5 separate regions of the Mus musculus genome follow, and regions 1, 2, 3 and 5 are each linked to region 4. Evidence: chromatin contacts called from public Hi-C, Micro-C and promoter capture Hi-C data. All regions are on one chromosome and are shown on one strand. The core of a region is the stretch at or near the end of the contact, and the rest is flanking DNA. Distances in the headings are between cores, read along the strand shown. Region 1 holds the start of C130080G10Rik (RIKEN cDNA C130080G10 gene). Region 2 holds the start of Inafm2 (InaF motif containing 2). Region 3 holds the start of Arhgap11a (Rho GTPase activating protein 11A). Region 4 holds the start of Meis2 (Meis homeobox 2). Region 5 holds the start of Ankrd63 (ankyrin repeat domain 63).

What was found. Promoter capture Hi-C pulls out the DNA fragments that hold promoters and counts their contacts. Hi-C and Micro-C count contacts between places; a contact is called where the count stands out from the background.
Region 1: a contact with region 4 is called in a Micro-C map of the HL-1 cell line, with 5 times the contacts expected there. The contact joins the promoter of C130080G10Rik here to the promoter of Meis2 in region 4. A contact is called at or near these places in 2 of 39 promoter capture datasets (embryonic stem cells and liver), 2 of 484 Hi-C or Micro-C datasets (the HL-1 cell line and cardiomyocytes), 1 of 115 datasets of contacts at active chromatin or transcription factors (cardiomyocytes) and 1 of 9 other capture datasets (macrophages).
Region 2: a contact with region 4 is called in a promoter capture Hi-C map of embryonic stem cells, with 5 read pairs. The contact joins the promoter of Inafm2 here to the promoter of Meis2 in region 4. A contact is called at or near these places in 1 of 39 promoter capture datasets (embryonic stem cells) and 1 of 484 Hi-C or Micro-C datasets (embryonic stem cells).
Region 3: a Hi-C map of CD8 T cells shows a contact between it and region 4, with 7 times the contacts expected there. The contact joins the promoter of Arhgap11a here to the promoter of Meis2 in region 4. A contact is called at or near these places in 1 of 39 promoter capture datasets (embryonic stem cells), 1 of 484 Hi-C or Micro-C datasets (CD8 T cells), 3 of 115 datasets of contacts at active chromatin or transcription factors (astrocytes, large pre-B cells and stem cell-derived neural progenitor cells) and 1 of 9 other capture datasets (adipose tissue).
Region 5: a contact with region 4 is called in a Micro-C map of embryonic stem cells, with 10 times the contacts expected there. The contact joins the promoter of Ankrd63 here to the promoter of Meis2 in region 4. A contact is called at or near these places in 2 of 39 promoter capture datasets (both in embryonic stem cells), 2 of 484 Hi-C or Micro-C datasets (both in embryonic stem cells) and 1 of 115 datasets of contacts at active chromatin or transcription factors (embryonic stem cells).

What each region holds. Positions count from the first base shown.
Region 1 is chr2:114,053,033-114,055,732 of GRCm38.p6, forward strand. It overlaps C130080G10Rik (RIKEN cDNA C130080G10 gene), which reads left to right and starts at 1,364. Exons shown (of 3, transcript NR_028422.1): 1 at 1,364-2,334.
Region 2 is chr2:118,744,502-118,747,201 of GRCm38.p6, forward strand. Inafm2 (InaF motif containing 2) reads left to right here and starts at 1,257. Exons shown (of 1, transcript NM_001301269.1): 1 at 1,257-2,700. The coding sequence starts at 1,614. The coding sequence ends at 2,072.
Region 3 is chr2:113,847,312-113,850,064 of GRCm38.p6, forward strand. Arhgap11a (Rho GTPase activating protein 11A) reads right to left here and starts at 1,350. Exons shown (of 12, transcript NM_181416.3): 1 at 650-1,350. The coding sequence starts at 778.
Region 4 is chr2:116,063,668-116,066,367 of GRCm38.p6, forward strand. Meis2 (Meis homeobox 2) reads right to left here and starts at 1,391. Exons shown (of 12, transcript NM_001159568.1): 1 at 1,135-1,391. The coding sequence starts at 1,146.
Region 5 is chr2:118,702,639-118,705,338 of GRCm38.p6, forward strand. Ankrd63 (ankyrin repeat domain 63) reads right to left here and starts at 1,325. Exons shown (of 1, transcript NM_001081971.1): 1 at 1-1,325. The coding sequence starts at 800. It also overlaps a transcript of Plcb2 not described here.

The sequences.
Region 1 (2,700 bases), core at 114-2,613, 2.0 Mb before region 4:
AGCAATGGCCATATAGGGAGCTAGGGAGGGGCAGGCCAGCAAGGGGTGGGGGACGGGGAAAGGCTATGTGATGCCAATGCGCCCCTTGGGGTGGGGGAGCTCCCTAGTTGTGGAGTGGGCTTATTGCTCTTCAGCCCTTCCAAACTAAGGGACAATGAGTCACACACACACACACACACACACACACACACACACACACACACACACACACACACAATGCCGGAAGACTTGGCGCCCTGCCCTTGGAGAAGGGTCCTGACAGCTGGGCTGGGGCTGCAGGGGACAGACAGCAGCTTCTCATCTTCCAGTACTGGGAGACAGAGGAGCAGAGTCATAGGCACAAAGAGCAGCTTGACAGGATATTTGAGTACCTGGATGCAAAAGGGGCACCTGGGTAGTGCATCTTCTGGTCTCCTTTAGCCTGAGCTGGGACTATGCTCATCTAGATGGGAAAGCCAGAATTCACCAGTCTCGGACCCACTGCAGACATGGTCTTGAGTTGGCAGAGAAGAAGCTGAGAAGGGTTGTCTGAGGGTCTAGCCAAGTCCAGCCCAGAGGCCAAATAGTTCTCATCCACTCTGTAAGAGTTTTGCTCAAAATCAGATTTCAGTCTATGAGCCACCACCGGGTCTTCAGATGCTAAAATAAATGGAGGCACTGATACCAAAAATATCTCAGTTACTTGCTGGCAGATAGATGGGCATCTTTTAAACAGGCTTTGATAAAGTTCTTCATCCCAGGTAATGACCCACCTTAAAAAGCAAATGTTTTTGTGGAGAAGTTCATAGCCACTTAGGATAAGAGAATTTACCAACCCTCCTACACGAAGCGTGGACCATAGATAAACAGCATCTTCATAACTTGAGTGATTTAGAAATACAGTATCCCTGACCCCGCCCCAGAGTCAGATCTACTGTATGGCAAGATAAGATGTCCATGATTAGCATTGAAAGTGTGAGAAGCATTGCTACAAACGGGAGTCATCTCCTTCGTGGAGAACACTTTGAAGGAACTTTGCATTTTTTTTTTTTTCAGAATGAAACAGAAAGATAGCAGTGAAGAGAGGGGGAAGGAACAGGAGAGAAAAGGACACAGGTCACTAGCTTGCCCTGGGGTGCCCTGTATTCTTGGTTCTTGACTAGTGCTTGGACTTCTAATGCTGTGCTTTTCCTTCAGTTCACACCAGTTAAAAATAGAAAACTGGGCACCGGCATCTCTGTCTAGAGTGGGCTTGGATTGATATGCTGAGCAGGACTGCTGATTAGATACTTCAGGGGCCGGGCAGTGCTGGGTCCTCCCCTCAGAGCTTCTCAACCATGTTTGGGATGGTCTAGGGATGAAACTGCTGGACAGCTGAGCCATGGAGACTGGGGAGAGGCCTGCCTGGCTGAGACCAAGCCCTGCTGTACCATCTGCATTTGACAGTGAGGATGCCCATTGACAGGAAGCAGACGTAGAGAAAAGGAGAATCAGAATGATCGACAGGCTTCAAATCCTACCTCTAACACTTAACTACGTTCCGCACGTTTGGTCTCGGGCAGGCCAGTTAACTCATCAAGACCCCATTTTCACCCCCCTGAAAAGTGGCATAGTAACTCAGTTCTATTGAGTTACTGAGGACTGGCCCACAAAGAGACAAGCAATGTAAGTCAGACGCAAGACAGACTGAACCTGCTCTGTCACCATTCGATACTTTTAGAGGTGGGATTAGCTTTCTGTTTGGAAAAATTGGGTCACTACCATTCATTCCTCCATTCAACAATGTTCTATTGATTATGAAGCAGAGTTCAGTGGTAACTAGCACACAACAGGATTTATCCTCAGTGGTAATTGTGGAAGTCAGAGACGTGGAACATCCTTGGAAGGGAGAGGTGGTTTCACTGGGTTATTTAGAAATGGGCCAGAAAGCATCTAAATGGAGTTTCACAGATAGCCTTTTTTGAAATATCATTTAAGTTTTTGTTTTATTTATTTTTTTTTTTGGCATCATTGAAATATATTCATATAGGCCAGGATAAGCCCCCCTACAAAATGGGTAACAGAAGATGACCTTGAACTCCTGACATCCCAATTTCTACCTCCTGAGCGCTGAGACTGTAGGTGGCCTAATTGTTTCTAAAGTAGAATGGATCTGAAGTTCCTGAACTTGCGTGCAAGCGTTTGACAGAGGCTGATGAGAGATTCCTGTCACTGTGTGTGTGCCGAAGTTCTCTGGAACTGGGACCGGTGATATTGATCTGACCCTCTGCAGTGTTCCGAGGGCTTGCTTACCCACTCCAAGTCTGTGAGTCCTAATGAAGCAGAGCTAAGTCCGCTGAAGACCACCTTTGGGAGGTAATACGCATCCTTGAGACATTTTTAAAACTATGTTTTATGGTCCATTGAGTATATTTTAATTTTTTAAAAAATATTTATTGTTATTAGTGTCTCTGGAGGGAGGAGGCGTTGGTGTCAGAGTATGGGAGAAAGTTGAGAGACCCACTTGGTTCATCTGGTTTTCTCTTCGGCCTTCACATGAACCTTAGAGATTGATCTCAGGCCATCTGTCTTGCACAGTTCACTTTTACCTGCCGAGAATTATTATCAGACCTCAACTAGTCTTTTAACACTTAAAGCAACATATATTTTCATGTTGTTATATTTATACTAAAAAGGAATACTTTTTCTCAAAGGTTTATGACAACTGCATTCAAAGCTCTT
Region 2 (2,700 bases), core at 7-2,506, 2.7 Mb after region 4:
GCGCTTCCATGGGATGGAAAATTTGGGGAAGGGCTTGGATAAGGAAAGTCAAAGTCAAAGGAAAGGGAGAAGTGGAAAGGGCAGAGGGAGTCCTGCCCAAGAGGTTAGAAGTCAGTGGGGCCCTCGCAGAGGCCACGCCCCACCCCAACTACATCAGGACCACAGACCTTTCTCCTACTCAGACTCATAGTTCTCTAATCCACTGAGACATCCAGGCTGCTCACAAAGACAGTTTTGGGAACACAGGGAGAGTCAAGCAAGAGGCACCCAGAAATCAATCGCGGTGAATTACAAAGAGGAAATAGGGATGAAACAAGCAAAGGGGAAGAGGGTGAAAGTATAGAAAGGGTGGTACTAAGAGTCCCTGCGTGCAGAGGGGTGGCCGGCATCCAAAGGGCCCTAAGAGCAAAAAGGCTGAAGCCTGGAAGGAACAAGCCTCAATGGGAAAAGACAGTTCTCTACATCCTGGGGTTGAAGAGAATCAAAGAATGAAAACGCTGGGAGATGTCCTCCACCAGTTCAGTGCAGCCCCTTGGGTACAATTCGAGACCAGTCCTGAAAGTCAGAAGACCAGAAAGTAGGACCTGAGACCTGTTGTGGGATTTGAGATTATGCTGGCAGGTCAGCCTAAGAAACAAACTCAACCTTTGGCTCTTGTCCCTGTGGCTCACAGTAGTCTGACTCAAGGGTCCTAAGAGGACCCAATCAGGCAAGATTCGAGTGGTCTCGGAGTCCAGACCAACAGAAAAAAGGAAGCGAGACTGACTGCGGTGTGCGGGCGCCAGGTTCCCAGACCCGAACCAGGCTCTTTGGGGTGAAGGGATCTGGGACACTATCCCCTCACTATTCTAGAGCTACCCGAGAGCACAAGCTTAGTGTTAGCTCCACTTCGGAGACCCGGTGTAGGTGGGCCTGGTTAGTTCTCCCACCTACCATCTCCTAGCCTGGGCCATGTGAGGAGACGCCTGAGTTGACAGCTTTCTACGGAGCCTGCCCCTCCCTGCCACCTCCCGGTTCCGCACTCCCTCCCGCAAAGTGCCTTTCCCCCTTTAAAGAAGCTCCTGTCGCCCCTTTAAGGCCCAGCCTCCCTTAACTCTCTCTTAACTGGGCGTCCCCCACGGGGCCCACGATTCCCCGCCGCAGCCGCCTCCCAGCGCGGCACTTCCGGGCCCCTACATCGCCCTTTTAAGGGGCAGCCCCCCGGCAGCGCGCGGCCCCGCCCCCTGCACCGGCGCGCCCCGCGGGGGAGCCGGGCTAGAGCCGGAGCGCGCGGTCCGCGCGGCCACTGGAGACCAGGCGGCCGGCGGCCGGGCAGGCGGCGGCAGCGGCAGCGGATGGGGACGCGGAGTCGGGCGGCTGTGGCTGTGGCGGCGGCCGGGAAGCAGCTGGCGGGCCGGCGGCGGCGGCGGCGCTGGCGGCGGTGACGGGCCCAGGCCCCGGCGGCGGCAGCGACGCGGTGGCGGGCTGCGGGCGGGCGGCGTGAGGAGCAGCGGCGGAGCGCGGGGCCGCCGGGAAGCCAGGGCGCCGAGACGCCCCCTGCCCAGTCCTCGCAGGCCGCCAGGCCCCCTCCAGCCGGGGCCGTGGAGCACCGGGGCAAAGGCCGGGGCCCCCCCATGAAGGAGCGCGACGCGGCCCCGGCCGAGCGGGGCAAGCCGGCCACCTACACCGGGGACAAGAAGGCGAAGATGGCGGCCAAGACCAACAAGAAGTGGGTCCGGCTAGCCACGGTGTTCGCCTACGTGCTCTCCGTGTCGCTGGCCGCCATCGTACTGGCCGTCTACTACAGTCTCATCTGGCAGCCGGTGGGTGCCGGGACCTCGGGGGGAGCCGTCGGCCCGCCCCCCAGCGGCTCCAACACCACCGGCCCGTCTGGGACTTCGGGGGTGGCGGCGGGGCCCAACACCACCGGGTCGTCCCGCCGCGAGGCGCCACGCGACGCACCCCCGCTGCAGGCGGCGAGGCCGGCGCCCCCGGAGCCCGCTGCAGACAGCCCCCTGGCTGGGCCGCTCGAACGGCCGCGGGGGCTGGACGAGGACGAAGAGGAAGCGGCCGAAGAGCCCCGGAGTCGTTGAATCTCTCCGCGTTGGGGACGGTCGGGAATCATCGTCCCCTAAGCCCCCAAGCAGGACTTTGCAGCAGGACCGGCTCCGGAGCCCGCCGGAGTGACCCCTACGCGAGCGTACGCCCCCACACACCTCAGCGATCGCCAGTTTGCCCCGGGAGCCGGTAATGCACAACCGGATCTTCAGCCAAGGGACCACGATTCGCCGGGGACTCGGGGTTTGATCTTCCCAGCACCGTGCTGCGCCAGGGCCCTGAGCCATAAGGGGAACTGGGGGGGAGGGTGGAGAGAGCCTAGCACCCAGCCCTTCAGCGCTGCTAGCTCTGGTGTTTCCTAAACGCAGGGGGTGACTCGGGCGCCCCCTCCCCAAGACTCAGGGGAAGGTAGGGAGTTGTGTAGGGGCTCTTTTTTTTTTTTTTTTTTAAATAAGCCGAGGCTCTCCCAAAGAAGAGAGCACCAAAAGTAGCGGAGCTCAGGTACGTCAACCTAGTTGCAGTGGCCAGACATGCGTTTAATTTATAGATCCCTGTATATAGTTGTTGACATATGCACTAGACGCTATAATCACATAGAACTCTATGTATCTCCCCACAGCCTGGGTAGCTACTGAATGGTGGGGTCCAGCAAGGGCTATTTGC
Region 3 (2,753 bases), core at 100-2,599, 2.2 Mb before region 4:
TGTCCTTCTGACCACAGATGCATGGCATGGCATGGCATAGCATGGCATGGGTCCAACAGTGCACACACACAAAAGTAACTGGGGAGCAGGGGGTGGAGGTGAGGATCCTGAGACTTTAGCAAAAGTGAGTGATTAAAACAACACAAAACAAAAAACTTCAACCAACTCTGGTTTCTCAATTTGCTTGTTAAAAAAACAGCTTTGTTTTGTCAAGGACAAATGTTGATGTTGGGTGGGTAATGTCTACTCTGCTAAAGAGATCAGAAACTGCGAAAATGTCGGGCAGCAGGCCTCTTCGTAAATTGCTGGATACAGAAGGATCCTATGAAGCCTATTTCTAAACTTGGCCTGACTGTCTCCCTAATGATTCGTTTGAAATGTTCTGACTGCCCACCCCAGCCTGACAGGATAGTGTGTTCCCCTCCCCCACATACTGCTTGTTTAAAACACGACAGATTACCAGATCGGTGGCACAGTATTTAAGTAGGGAGCCTGGTATCCTATTCCTAGCACTGTAAAACAAAACAAAAACCCACGGCAACATAGGGAGGCACGTCTGATCATCACCACCGAGACTGCATTCTAACCACGTGTCTTTCTTATCCAGAATAAAATGGGTATGCCCTTGTCCCAACACGTTGTAACTTACCTTTATTTCCGTAGCTGCAGTTTCATGTCTCCTGCGATCGCACTGACCGCGGCCACCCTTGACCTTAATGCCATAGACAGCTCGAAGCTGCTGCAGCAGGGCCAATCTGACCAGTCTCTGATCCCACATCCCGAACACGTCGCCTACTCTCCGAGGCCGACTCCGGGTCCTGACTTTCTTTGCCACCAACCAACTCTTCCACTTGCCAAACGCCCTCAGGCTCGCTCTGCTCCGCTGCCTTCCAGCCACCTCTGGCACTCTTCCTCCACTTTCCCTCGATCCACTTACACAGACCTTCTTCTCTCGCGCCTCTCTTCACTCTTGTTTCACTTCCACCAGCCTTCTTTCCGGGTCGCTCAGCCCTGTCAGTTACTTCCACAAACTTCCCTTTTTTCTGACTCTTCCGTTTCCCCAGACTAACGCCTGCAGCTAGTTTCTCGCTTCCGGACACTTCCACTTATCCTCTTCCCCGCAGGGTGGCCTTCCCCGCTCTGATTTCTTGAGATGGAAATGCAACCTTAAGCTACTCCCTCCAGCCGGGCCAGCCGGCTGCTCAGGGATCCCCAGTCCCGGTCCCTGCCCGGGCTGGTCCCCGCCGTCACCCCGTCTCACACGCAGCCTTTCCCCTAGCCCATCAGCCTTGCCTGTGGCCCCGGCCCGCTAAAGCTTAGTGACTCGGCTCCGCCAGCGCCCCACCTTCTCGGCACACATCAGACCCGACGCGACCGCACCTGAGCAGTGGCTCAAATGCCAGCGCCAAACAGCGCTCCGCATCCGATTGGCCCGCTCCTGTTTTCAAAATGAGGACCCTTTGGGGTGGCCAGGAGCTGCCTGTCTAAAAGGTTCCGGCAAAGCCGAAAGCACAGCGAGCGTTGAGATCAGGGTTAAGAAATGTGAAGAGAGTGAGTTCCTCTTTCTCTTTGCCTATTTCTTTGGAAGAAAAATGTCAAAAACGTGTTCAAATATGTTTGCTTTGCTCTTCGGACAATATACTTCGGAGATCCGAATAGACAGCTCATAACCTCCCCCCACTTCCGCCCTTTCATTTCTCCACTAAAGCTAAAGGTCCCGTCATAGGGAAAACCGATTCTACGGAAGGCGGGAGGAGTCAAGTTTAGTTATGAATCACAAACGCCGTTTGTTGTTGTTGTTGTTGTTGTTTGTTTTGTTTTGTTTTTGAGACCCGGACCCAAGGTCTTAGAAGGGAATTGGAACTGTGAGCCATTGGTCCTTCTTTGGGAGACTGGTGGTATTATTAAATTTTCTTACATAAGGTAATTAAGGTAATTAAGCACAACAAAGATGACTTGTCACGAGAGAGTAGTGGAGGAATACGGAGCTGTAGGAGGCAGCTGCAGCAATAGTTTACCTCTGTGGGACTTGGTTAAAGGACCAGAAGTCCTGTTTGCCATTGCCATTACTGAAACCTCAGCTGTCTGATTTAAATGCATGACATCACCTTCTCCTCTTGTTTCCCAGAGCTGCCTTTCCTTTTCCAAACACCAGTAATCCTACTCTCTCTCTCTCTCTCTCTCTCTCTCTCTCTCTCTCTCTCTCTCTCTCTCTCTTTCTCTCTCTCTCTCACACACACACACACATGAGAGAGAGAGAGAGAGAGAGAGAGAGAGAGAGAGAGAGAGAATGTGTATGCATTCAGTCATAACTATAAAAATAACTTATGTTGTGTATATCCTTCTCTAGGCCACGTTGTTCTGGTTCTTCGATGGCTAAGAATTCCTTTTAAGGTGCTTAGGTTAGCTTTTGAATATTAAATAGTGCTTTCTATTTACATCCATGTATGTATGCACTGGATAGTTTTTATGTCACCTTGACACAAGCTAAAATTATCTGAAGGGAGGGAACCTCAAGTGAGGAAAATGCCACACGTTCCAGCTGTAGGGTATTTTCTTACTAAGTAATTGATGGGGAAGACCCATCCCATTGTGAGTGGTGCCATCCATGGGCAAGTGGTTTTCGGTTTTGTAAGAAATCAGTTTGAGAAGGCTATAATGAGTAAATCAGGAAGTAGCACTCCTCCATGGCCTCTGCATCAGTTATTGCTTTCAGGTTCCTGTCCTGTTTGAGTTCCTTTCCTGGCTTCCTT
Region 4 (2,700 bases), core at 141-2,640:
ACTACAAACCAAACCAGGAGAAAAAACAGATTTGAAAGTTGGGAGAGGATGTCGTAAATTTTAAAATTAAAGTCTGAGCCGAGAGCAGCATTCAGGGAAGGCAGATCAGGCGGAGAGGCCGGGGACGCCGGGTGGGGGGTGGGGGGGCACAGGGAGGCCCCGCTCCCGCTGGAGGCTGCAGAACCCCAGCGAGCCAACCCAGGGAGAAGTGGAGTTAGCAAGAGAAGGAAGCCCCGGATCCCACCCCTTACCCCCCTTCGCCTCCTCCAGGAGATCCAATAAATCAAAGGGCGAAATGAAACAAAATAAAGAGAAGAAAAACGCTAATAATCAGGCCGAGAACGGCAAGGACAAGGGAAGACTAGGGTCGGTGCCTCCCCGGGGGCTAGGAGCTGAGGGTGGGGAGGAATAACGTGAAAGTTACCAGAAACATTATTTAGCAGCGGATTCCCTGCGTCCTTGTCAATTTCAGAGACAAAACAAGCAGCCGGGGCTAGTCTAGGCAGCGCGGCCCCACGCCGGCGGCTCCTACGCAGCCCGCGCCCGCCCGGAGCCGCGCGAGTAGCGGCGAAAGAGGCGCAGCGGCGGCGGCAGGAGAACCCGGGGAATCACGCTGCCGGGGTAAAAGCTGGAGCGAGGCGAAAGCGTGTAACAATTGCACACAAGTACACACACACACACACACACACACACACACACACACACACACCACTCACACGCTCTCGCCGCCCGCAGAGAACCCGGGGAATCACGCTGCCGGGGTAAAAGCTGGAGCGAGGCGAAAGCGTGTAACAATTGCACACAAGTACACACACACACACACACACACACACACACACACACACACACACACACACACACACACCACTCACACGCTCTCGCCGCCCGCCCGCTCGCTCAGCGCTGGGACACGCGCGGCCAGACACGCACACACGCACGCACACACACTCTCACACACGCAGAGGCACAGGGGGGAAAGAAGCCGGTGAATAATTTTGTTACTATTTTTTAAAATACTGGCCGCCATCATCATCAAGCAACCAGCAGCAGCCAGCTCAAAGGGAGAGAAGGCATGGGGCAGGGCCCTGTAGGAGAGGATTTATATCTAGGTAAGTGTTGGAGATTTAAACCTACCCTTTGCGCCATCAGTCTGCGCTCCAATAAACTCCTGGATGTGTCGTATATTTAATATCCCAGTCCGGATAAGAAAGTGAGCTAGGTTGAAGAGTCCTTTTTTTCCAAACCAAGGAGACTTCTCCCAATTTTCCAATGTTATTTTTTGGGGGGTGGGGAAAGCCCAGTCAAGAAAACGAAGAATTTTTTTCAGTGATATTTCTTCTTTTTCTCTTTTTTCCTCTTCTTCCTCCTCCTCCTGATCTTCCTCCTCCTCCCCCTCCTCCCCCTCCCCTCCTCCTCCTCTTCGGTCCTCCTTTACTCCTCTTTCTCTTCTTTTCCTCTTAGTTGAAAAAAAAAAAGAAAAGAAAGAAAAGAAAAAGAAAAAAAATTGTCAAGCCCCCGAACTGAAGGTTACGAGCGGCCAGTCAGCAGCCCACATGTAACCGAACTGTCGAGTTTCATGGCTTTTTGCCACTCCAGCTGTCAATCAAAGCCCGGAATGTCAAGGTAGTGAATGAATGATGGTTGATGATGATGAAGAGGAGCAATCTTTCAGACCCGTTTTTTTTTTCTTCCAGTAAAACTCCGCGAGGGGTTTCTGCTTCTTGAATTCTTCCTCCCCCCTCCCCCCTCTTTTAGCTTTGCCCCCAAAATAGCTCTAATATGATCCTCTCTTTTTAAAGTATTGTTCAAAGAAAGCAAGGAGAAAACCAAGAAAAAAATGAATAGTTTGCAAAAATTGGACTTCCTCCCCCCCTCTCTGGTAGGTATTTTGTCTTTCCCTCTCTCTCTTTCTCGCTCGCTCTCACTCGCGCTCGCTCTCTCGCGCTCTCTTTCTCTCTCTGGGAGATGAGTGAGTGTCAGTAGGTGTTGGCAGGTTGGCTGCAGCCGGGCTTATAGTAGAGCCTCAGTTTGGCGGCGCGGGTCGGCGGCGGGAGAACGAAATGACGGAACCCGGAAGTCGTGGTGGCCATAGCCCGTCCTACGGCGGAGACACATCCCGAGAGTGGGGAGCTGGAGCGAGGAGGAGCGCGCAGCGCGGAGCCTCTGATATGCAGCGAGTGCGGTCGGACGGCCCCGGGGGGGGGGGGGGGGGCTGGGGAAGGGGAGGCTGGAGCGGAGAGGACCGGAGCAAATCAGCAAGCCTGCTTCTCCAGGGGGACGACGCGGGAGGGAGAGGAAGAGGGGAGGGAGGGGGGATGAGGGAGGGGGAAAGGGGGAAGGGAGGGAAGGAGGGAGAGCGACAGGAGAGGGAGAGAGAGGGAGAGAGAGAGAGAGAGAGAGAGAGAGAGAGAGAGAGAGAGAGAGAGAGAGAGAGAGAGAACACGCGTGATTGGAGGGGGAAGGAAGAGAGGTGGAAGAGGACAGGGAGAGCGCAGACAGGAAAACTGCAGAAAGCCACAGGGAAAGTACGGTACAGACTCAGATCTTTTTATTTTCAACTTACTTCTCGTTTATTTCCCCACCACTCCTCTTGGCTCCTGCCTAACTGGGTCGCGTTGGGGATGTTTGGCATGGCGCTCTAGCTTTTGTTCGTTTTAATTCCGCGGCCCCCTTCCTCTGCCGGCGGATTACTAGGTCCCG
Region 5 (2,700 bases), core at 75-2,574, 2.6 Mb after region 4:
ATGCTCCGGCCCAACTCTGGTCTCTCATTGCCTTGTGCCCTATAACGGACCGAGCCCTTGCCAGCAGAGGCAAGCTCGCCTCCGTGGCCGTGGCCATGGCCGTGACCGTGACCGTGGCCGCCGGCAGCTCGCGCAAACCGTGCCAAAAGAGGGCGCGGTAAACGACGGGGACTGGGTCGTCGCCGCTCTGGGCTGGGCGCCGGGGCAGGGTGGCCAGGGGGACTGTCGGAGTTGGAACCCCGGGCCGCTGCCGCAGCGGCTGCCCGACCCCAAGGCCCGGTGAGGGCTTGCACACAGGTCCCGTGGCCGCGGGAGGCAGCCAGCTGCAGTGCGGTGAGGCCCGCCCGGTTGGTGCGGTCAAGGCGTAAGCCCAGGCGGCGGAAAGAGCGCACCAAGAACTCCAGCACCGCCCCGTGGCCGCACGCCGCCGCCCACATCACCGGGCTGTTGCCCGCCGAGTCCGTCGCCTCCGGATCGCCGCTGAACTGCACCAGGAGCTGCACGGCGTCTAAGTGGCCTCGCTCGCAGGCCAGGCTGAGTGCAGTGCGGCCCCGCTCGTCCCGCAGGTTCACGGCTGCACCTTGCTCCAGCAGCAGTCGCACGAAGCGCGAGCGCATCGCGGGGTCCGGCAGCCCCACGGCCACCATAAGCGGCGTCCGGCCCTGCTCTGCGCGGCAGTCGATGATGCTGCGGTCCAGCGCGTCCAGCACGAAACGGGCCAAGTGCACTTTGCCGGCCTGCATGGCCTCAAGGAAGGTGCGCGTCCCCGCTCGGGGACACAGGTCCTTGGGCTTGAGCATGGCTCCGGCCGCCGCGCCCCGGAAGTCCGACGCACGGGGGCGCCCCTGTTCCCTCACCCCACGGGGCTACGGCCCCGGCCCGGACACCGGTACCGCTCTTTCCAAGCGGCGTGTAGGTGGCTGCAACCAAGTGTCCTGCAGTTCCCGCTCAGGTCTCCCTACCGCTCGGCTGCCTCGCCGCTCCCAGGGCGTCTTGCTTTTCCTCCCTGGCCCCCCACGCCTGGAGGTGTGGGCTGCTGGCTGCTTCGACTCCCGCTCAAGCTCCAAGCTCGGCCTCCTCAACTCTTGGGCCCTCTTCCCTGTATCCGACGCCCCTTGGTCCCTCGTGGCTTGGAGCAACGCCACTCACCCGCACCCCGGGCAGCCCCTGCTCCCCTGTTGAGCGGGTGGCTCCCGCCTGGCGCGCCTGCCTCCTGCCTCGGCGGGGAGCGCCGCTCCTCCAGCTCCCAGAGCCTCTCCCCGCCTCCTCCTTTCTTGCGGGGGCCGGGACGCTTGCTTTTTTACTTGGGGGGCTCGGCGGCTCCTGAGGTGCCCGACGCCTAGATACCTGGCTTTATAGCTTCAGGGGTCTCCATGGCAATGGCTGCTCTGGAAGCAGACTGCACCTTCGGGGCAGAGACGGACAGGGCAAGGGAGACCGCCCCTGACCCCCACCCCTTCGTGGGCCACGAAGTTGGGGAGCGGCTCCTCCTCCGCGCTCCCCTGGGAATGCGGCGGCGGTTGCGGGGCGGGGGTGGAGGCTGCTCGCCGGGGGCCACATGCACCCGGCGGGGCCAATCCTAAAGTCTCAGTCATCTTTCCCCGCCCCCCGCCTCCGCCGGAATCGGTAGCCTCCGCTGCTTAGAAACTGGCGGGAGCTCCTGCCATCGGTTTTAGGTTAAAGGGACTGGGACCCCACGAGGACAGGACTGGACAGTGCACCAGCTTGAGGTGGGCAAGAGACAGAGGAAAAGTAATTTGGGGTATGAGGCATTTGTGCTCCGGACTGAGGGCGCTCAGTCTGGCTGATAACTGCCATCTAAAGTGCAGCGAATCACAGCCACACACAATTGTGCCTCCCGCACGCGCTCACTCAGAGAAGGGCGGGGGTGCATTCTCCAATCTCAGACGTCTCCAAACCTGACAGCGCGCCCGCGTGCCAGCTCCACGGTTGATCGGTCGCTGTGGAGCAAGTTGACTTAGACACTGGCCGCTCTGACCCAGGGCAGGTGCCTTAGGACCCGAGAGTATGCAGGCATTTGGACTTCCCAGGCACTACCTCCTATCTCCTCAAAGATGGGCTAGTTAGGGTCTAGGAAAGGACAAAAGACACAAGCAAGAATTCCCTGACAGGGCTGGGTTCTCTTGAGCACAAAACCATCTTTAGGCCACAGAGCGCTAGACCTGGCCCCTACAGAAAGGAGACAGCCTGAGATTTTTTTTTTTTTTCAATCAGATGTGTGGAAAACCTACTTCCTTTGGACAATCAGCTCATGGGCGCTAGAGACGGGGAATACTGAAGGCCTAGCAGAGTCTTACAATGAGTGCCCCACAAGCTCCCAGGACTAGAGAAAGGGCTTGAGAATAGTTGAAATGGAGTTTATTTGTAGAATAAGTGAAGAGCTAGGGACTTTTCGCAGCTGGTCGAGTATTTGCCCAGTATACACGAAACGATTGGTTTGATTCATTCCCAGGATGAAGCCAGGTGTGGTGCTATAAGCTAACAACCCAGCACTTGAGAGATGGAGGCAGGAGGCTCAGAAGTTCCAAGATCATCCTCAGCTACAGTTAGGTTGAGGCCAGCCTGGGCTACATGAGACCCTATGGTTGTGTTTCCAGCAATGGGAAACACAGATGCACAAACTGAATGAATGAGACTTGTCTTCTCAGTCAGGAAGACGAACCCAGGACTGAGAACATC